Linked DNA regions of Mus musculus: region 1 is linked to region 2. Evidence: chromatin contacts called from public promoter capture Hi-C data. All regions are on one chromosome and are shown on one strand. Each heading gives the region's core, a stretch centred on a gene start, on an enhancer-like site or on the middle of the called end of the contact. The rest is flanking DNA. Distances are from core to core; before and after follow the strand shown. Region 1 overlaps Erp44 (endoplasmic reticulum protein 44). Region 2 holds the start of Nr4a3 (nuclear receptor subfamily 4, group A, member 3).

Region 1 (3,522 bases), core at 842-3,341, 180 kb after region 2:
TTCCTATTCTCAAACCATAGTGCCCTAAAACAAGCATCCTCCCCAAGAAACACCATCAAATAAAACTCCAGACAGAAACATTAAGTGACCTTGAGGCTTACTTTCCCCGAGTAATGCAGTGCTGGGTGGTTTTCTATATAGTTGTTTATTTTCCAACTATTTTTACCGGGACCAACAGAATTCTGTCTTACACACATGAGCTAATTATATTTTTTGCGTTCTTTATGCAGGATTTATGTACAGGTCTCATAAAAGCTTAATTTTAAATAAGGAAGGTTCAAGTAGCACTGGAAGACAGACAGGTAAGAGTAACTTGAGCATATGGTAGCATATTGTCTAATTCAAGGACAGAGAGCATTCCAAAAAATGCTCATGGGAGGGTAGATGATTCTGCACTGACCAACAAACACTGAGTGTCCCTGCTTAATGCCATACAGACTGTAGCCACTGGAGGTCAGTAGAGAACCTGGTCCCACCAGGGGCAGACGGACAGGACCTTCCATAGGGAAAGGCAGCACTAACATCAGAATGGTGAATTCTATTCCCACACTCTCAAATGAGGAGACTGCAGATGGCATGGATTCATGTTCTGCAGTACAGGCAAAAGTATGTTTGAAGCATGTGCATACACACATATACGTGGAGATACAAAATATGCATATTTGACAAATGCTTTTAGAAAAAAACTATAAAGAAAACTAATCACTTGTAATCCAGCCACCATTATTAACTATTCCTAGTCTCTACAGAAAAACCACTATTAATATTTTAGTTTTTATCTTGCTGACCTTGAATAAAACCTACTTAACTAGCAATGACGTTTTAATTGAGAATAAAGCAAATTCTCCAGCCAGTCAAACAGGCAAGTGTGCAGTCAATCACTGCATGGAGACATGTAAACGCTGACTCAGCTGGCATGAGTCACACGAGATCCTGAGTGCATTTCCCTTCCTTGTAAGACACACAATACTTTCTGCATGTGGAGATAAAATAGTTCCTTATAATCAATGAAGTTAGATGTGGAAAAGTACAGAAGAAACTCCTCACATGTACTGTTAGAGACCTGAGATAACCAATTTAAAGTACCAGTGTACCTGTCATGCTCCAGTTATTGGTGGGCATTCAATAATCCATTCATCTATTCAATTACCACAAGTGAACAAGTCTACCTGCTAGATACCAAAGTTGGTAAAGATCACTACAGAGGTGAGGCCCATAGTCTTACAAGGCTCACATTTTACTGATTTATTTATCGAGACAGTATTTTACTATGTATCCTAGCCTGGATGCATAGCCTGGACTCCCCAGTGTAGGCTAATAAACTATATGGCTGGCCTTGAACCCAGAGATTCATCTGCTTTTGCCTCCGAAATGCTGAGGCTGAGCATAAGTGCCACCACACCTGGCCTTCTATTTTATTGCTACCACTGTAACTAATGTAACTACTTCCAATATTACCCCTGTCTACACAGGACAAACTCTTAGAAAAGCCTTAAAACCCCCAACAAATAGCATATACACCAAAACCATGTTTCAGTGTGGAGTTCCTTGGTATAGTATAAGAAGCTGTGATTCTTGCCACCCCATCTAAGGAATACACAACAGCATATATCCTGATTAGAGATGTAGTTTCCCAAGTCCTTTAGACAGAGAAGAGGAGGAAAACTGTCAGAATAATGGCAAAAACAAGACCTGACATCCTGCTCTTCCGTAGGACCAGTAAGACTACCTGTTCCTGTCGGCTCGGGGACAGAGACAGTTGGGACTGAGTTCAATTTCTGTTTCTTTTCTAGTAGTCATGCCTTCATTTTCCTTTTTCTCTCCCTATTTTCCTTATAGTTCATTCATTTCCTACAATGAGTATAGCAAATGAAAAATTTTAGGAGCTTAAAAGTGAAATATAAGTTCTACATTGGGGTTGCAATAAAATGAAACAGTAGGTGGGCTTCCTGATGGAAGTCCAGCTCATGTGCTAATAACCCTTTCAGCTGCACAGAGGAGAGCAGACAGAGATAAACAAGGGTGTGTGCAGGTCATTCCTGAAACACAAGTGCCGACTGGGTGGAACTACTCCACCTCCCAAGTCCTCAGCACGGAACTGAACCTTTCACACAATGTCCTTACTAAGAAGGGTACATAAGGAAGTGAGGTTAAAGGCAGAACAGAAGGCTGCCTGAGTTGCCAGTGGGTAGGAGAGGAGCTCCACGGAAAAGCAAGCAGCAAACCAAGTGAGTGGCTCCTGGAATATGCACTGAAATGAATTTTCAAGATAAACCAACAAACAGTCTTCTAGAGAAGACTTCCCCACCTGTTTTTAGAGATGAGTAGGTGCACTGCCTTCCCAAGAACGTCTTTAAAATACCCGTGTGATGCTTCATTTTTTTTAAATGGCATTTTATTTCTATACTGGCTTGGCTTGTAATTCTGTTGTTTCTCAACTTTATAATCTCACCTCATCATCAATCTTAAAGTGGGCTGATTAGAAAAGTGAAGATAGCATTTACAAATATTTCCCCAAATGGACTGTGCAAGATTCAGCTCAGAGAGATGTCACCTTTACGCATACCTGCCACACCATAGTGAGATCTTCCTCACACGCTTACCTGTCACCACACAGCTTGAGCTTACAGCGGAAGTACTACTTTTCCTTCAAGTTTATATCATATCCTGAGAGGCTTCCTTCCCTACCCCATCAGAGTAAGCTATGCTTATCAATATAATGCATCACATAATTAACACTGCCCCTTCAGAGAAGTTAAAACAGCATACAAGTGTATTTTGCTATATCTCTAGGACCAGTCACATGTCATTACAGAGAATTGGCACTTATGCTCTGGTTGAGTAAATACCACTAGCTAATTCAAAAGACTGTGGTGACCATAGCTGAGGCAATGTATGTAAGAACAAGCTGAACTCCACATGAGCACTCAATGAGCAGGCTCACCAGTTCATTTAGCTAGAAACTTTTCACAGGAGCCTCTCCAATACACACCACTATGACTCTGGATGAGACGTCTGAGTGAAGCAGTTGAGTCAGAACAAGACAGACAGCGTGAAGCACAGTGACAGGCCAGAGCAGACTCCCAGAATACCTAACAGGAGACTAATAGAGTGAGTCGTGCAGAGTCAGGATGACATCTTGATTCTGCAAACACCTTGCTAGGAAACGGGTCCTCTGACTCCACAGAGTTAATCCCAAAGCACGAGCACATGAACTTGTCTGTGCAGGATATGGTAAGGAGACACTGACCACAGGAAGGAAAACTGACTTTATTTGTATAGAGCACAATTATTTTCACTAGAAAGCTATGCAAATTCTAAATAAAAACTGCTGGAATTAAATTTCAACACAAAGCAATACAAAAGTGTTAATTTTAATCCCTACATATTAACAAAAAATGCAAAATTTTAAAATTTAAAAGCCAAAGCCATTTATAAGAGTATCAAAAACTGAGACATAGTTAAAAATAAATCTTACATCAGGCAGTGGTGGCGCATGCCTTTAATCTCAGTACTCAGAAG
Region 2 (3,491 bases), core at 132-2,631:
TTTTTCTGAAAGAGGTTACTTTCAGTTAGCAGCAACCTTTGGAACTAAGAGTTCTTAACTCAAACATGTTTTGTTTTGTTTTGTTTTGTTTTTGTTATTTGTTTTGTTTTGTTCTCAGCAAGAAAGTGACACCCTAAATTTTTTTCCAGGAAAAAATCGCTGTCCCTTATACAGTCGCCCAGACTTTCTACATACTTGGAAGACAAATGTACCTCCCCCCCCCCGCCCCCCGCCCCAGGAGACCATAGTTAAGATCCCCTAGAGACAACCTAATGAATCCTGTTGACTGATTTTGAATATTTCATTTGAGAGGTGGAAGGGGAGGCATCTACAACCCTCAAATGCGAGTTGAGTTCCATGTCTGACCCGGTGCTGGGGAGTAGAGGAACAGTCAGACTCACTCAGCTGTTCAACACGTGTGGTGTGTTTGTTTTATATATAGTTTCTCGTGCAGCGCGCGCGTGGCTGGATGTGCACTTCTTTGGATTATAAAGCGTCCAGTCAAGAACCTCACACCATAAGTAAAAAGAAATAAAATCTTGTCCCTGGAACTGTCTGCATCCTAGGGTGAAACACTAACAGCATGACAGGAGGAAGAGGCAAATTAGCCTAGGCGCAGAGGGCCAGAGGGACGTAAACAGCCTTAGAACCATTGCATGAGGGAAGCACAGCTGCACCTCTGGGAGTCTTCGGCCTGGTGCCAGACTCCTTCAGCTGCGACTGCCAGGTCACTCGGAGAAGCTGGCTGGCGTAGCCTTCCCTTTCGGAAGAGCTGTCCTCTCTCTTACCCCCTGGACCTGGCTAGATGCCTCGGGGCAGCCTCGGAGGCGAGCCAGCAGCACTCCTCCAACTCTGCTCCACCCGGAGCCTGACAGCTGGGCGGTCCCGCCTGACCCGCGGGCGGGCTGCGGCACCCTCTGGTAGACCGGCGCCCTGGCAAGCGGCTCCCGTGCAGAGGGGTTGGCCGCGCGAATCTGAGAAGCCTCAGGGCTGGGGTCCGCAGCTCCCCGTGGTTTCCATTGTGCGGCCGTGAGAATGGCCGGAGGACGCGCGCACGCGCGCGCGCACACACACACACACACACACACACACACACACACACACCCTCGCACACGCGGAACCGGCTGGGCCAGGGGAGGGAGGAGGAGGGTGACGTAGCGTCCCATGTCGTCACATTGACGTCTCGCATTCCAGGCACTCTATGGAGAGGCTGCTAGGGCTCCTGTGGCATAAATGACGTGCCGAGAGAGCGAGCGAACGCGCAGCCGGGAGAGCCGAGTCTCCTGCCTCCCGCCCCCCACCCCTCCAGCGCCTGCTCCTCCTCCGCTCCCCATACACAGACACGCTCACACCCGCTCCTTCACTTGCACACACAGACAGACACACGCGCGCTCACACGCTCCGCACACACACTCCACTCTCTCCCGCGCGCTCACACCCCTCTCACCCGGCTCCCTCGCCAGTGTCGCGCCGCGCCGCGCCGCAGCCGGACGCCCCTCCAGGGCTCACTTTGCAACGCTGACAGAGCCCGCAGTGTCCGTGGAGGTGGGAAACGTGGCGACATCCTACCCCCTGGTCGCAGCCGGAGACTGGATGCCTGCGGAACCTCTCGGCGGCGCTCTCCCATGAGTTGGGATCGCAGCATCCCCCGCCAGCCGCTCACCGCCTCTGGGAGCCGCTGGGTTTGTGCACCGCAGCCCTTCCGGGACAGCAGCTGTGACTCTCCCCCAATCCAGATTTCGGGGTCGCTCTCTAGAAACTCGCTCTAAAGACGGAACCGCCACAGCACCCAAGTACGTACGATATGCCCAGTTAATGTGGGGACTTGCTTAAAAGTTGGCGCGCTGGGAAGTGTCGCTCCTGAAATTGACAACTTTTAATATGGGGTGGCCCCCTCCCGCCGCCTCCCCTTTCAGGTTTTCTCGCCCAGCTACCGGTGGGTTCCAAGCTGAAACTTTTCCCTTGTAGCTGGCCCTCAGGGACTCTGAAGCTTGTGAGATTCCTCTCCCCACCCAAAGAGGCTAAAAGCCTCTAACAAAGAGGAGGACCTGGATTTGTGCTGTAGCTGCTCCAGCGTCGTAATTCAGGGTATTTCGGCTCTAGTTGTCATGGTAATGATGCTCTCGGCGGCGGCGGCGGCGGCGGCAGCGGCTGCCGCTGAGGCAGAGTTGGAGCCCCGGTGATGAACGGCAGTAATTTTCCTGCCTTTTAAGTGGAATTGGAAATAGGGACTCTGGTGGGTCCGAGTTAATGTGTCTAATGGTGAAACGGAGCTGGTTGTCTGGGAGAAAGCTTAGGAGGGCCAGTGCCTGGGCAGCAGCGGCCGGAGTTTGCAGAGGCTCTGGAGGAGCTCAGCAAAGAGGGTGTAATTGTAGGAATGCGGCTTATTGTATTGAAATGAGCCCCGGGCTCCACTAGGCACGTCTGCCTGGCGTCGCCGACTTGCTGGTTTACACTTTTCCCCATGGAGGTAATCGGGTGTAATTGCCGACTCTCGCGCCCCGACACGCGTGGGGACCAGGTCCCTCTTCTCCAGGCCTTGGCTGGTGTGGGAAAGGCTTGTGTTACTTTTCAATGAGCTTTCGGAGAAGTTGCTCCGAGTGTTTTCTTCTTAGTAGAAAGGAAAGTTCTCGATGGTGAAAAGGGGAGCCGAGCAGCGGAGCGCAGCCGGCGGAGACTGGCTTTCAAAGGCACCTCTCGAACCTGTTGGAGGCTTCCGGCAGTCATGCGGGAGCTCATGAGCATTGGTCCCTTGATTTCCAAGAACGTTCTTGGAGCTGGCCTTTTGTTTATGTGCCCGGCTTCTCCCGAGGGAAGAGCCGCGGGGACTGTGGTCAATAGTGCTCTGGAGCTGCTTATCCTAGGGCCTGGGAGGGCTGGGAGAGAGGTTACAGGGTTCGGTTCGGCCATTCCTCCGCTGTTCCAATTCTGGAGCTCCTTTGCCAACAATCGGGAAATGTTTCTTATAGAACCAAGTTGGAGAAAGAAAAGCTGCCCAACGCGCATACTGAACACAATGAATGAAATTACTTTATTGGAGTTGTTTTAACCCAGCAAGATACACATAACGCCAAAGACTGCCGGGGGTGGGGGTGGCACCACTCCCTCCCTCCACAGGCACCCCCCACCCACCCCCAAATCCCGGACCCAGCACTCGCTCACAGAAATTCTCTCCCCCCCCCCGGGGTTTGCCTAAGCTCCCTCGGTCTTTCTGAGAATCTCTGTCTTTCCCTTTCTGCCGGTCTCTCCTCCACCTCTCTTGCCCCCGCCCAACCTCCGCCCCCGCTCCCCGATTGGAAACTCCGCGGAGGAGCCCAGGTCACAATGGTGTGTTTCACGGTTTCCTCCACACACTTCACCACGGGGAGAGGAACACGGGGGTGTTCCCTTCGTCTGCCCCGGAGAAAGAAAGGGGCTTTGACAGAGGTAGTTATTTCTTCCTAATTTACAACCCCGAGGCTCTGTGCTCCGGGCCCCAGCGGCCACGAGCC

The links. Promoter capture Hi-C pulls out the DNA fragments that hold promoters and counts their contacts.
Region 1: a contact with region 2 is called in a promoter capture Hi-C map of embryonic stem cells, with 3 times the contacts expected there. The contact joins the enhancer-like site here to the promoter of Nr4a3 in region 2. A contact is called at or near these places in 4 of 39 promoter capture datasets (embryonic stem cells, macrophages, pre-B cells and 1 more), 1 of 15 datasets of contacts at CTCF or cohesin (large pre-B cells), 1 of 484 Hi-C or Micro-C datasets (CD4 T cells), 4 of 115 datasets of contacts at active chromatin or transcription factors (the 230-238 cell line, embryonic forebrain, extraembryonic endoderm stem cells and 1 more) and 3 of 9 other capture datasets (adipose tissue, liver and macrophages).

Annotation. Positions count from the first base shown.
Region 1 is chr4:48,224,895-48,228,416 of GRCm38.p6, forward strand. All of the region lies in intron 4 of Erp44 (endoplasmic reticulum protein 44), which reads right to left. Among named protein-coding and RNA genes, the nearest start is that of Mir1958, 13 kb to the left of the region's middle. Within about 2 kb of position 2,092, at least 33 of the 459 cell types and tissues checked have an H3K27ac peak or open chromatin away from gene starts, as enhancers often do. A contact at or near this core is called in embryonic stem cells, where this site is marked.
Region 2 is chr4:48,043,924-48,047,414 of GRCm38.p6, forward strand. Nr4a3 (nuclear receptor subfamily 4, group A, member 3) reads left to right here and starts at 1,382. Exons shown (of 8, transcript NM_015743.3): 1 at 1,382-1,793.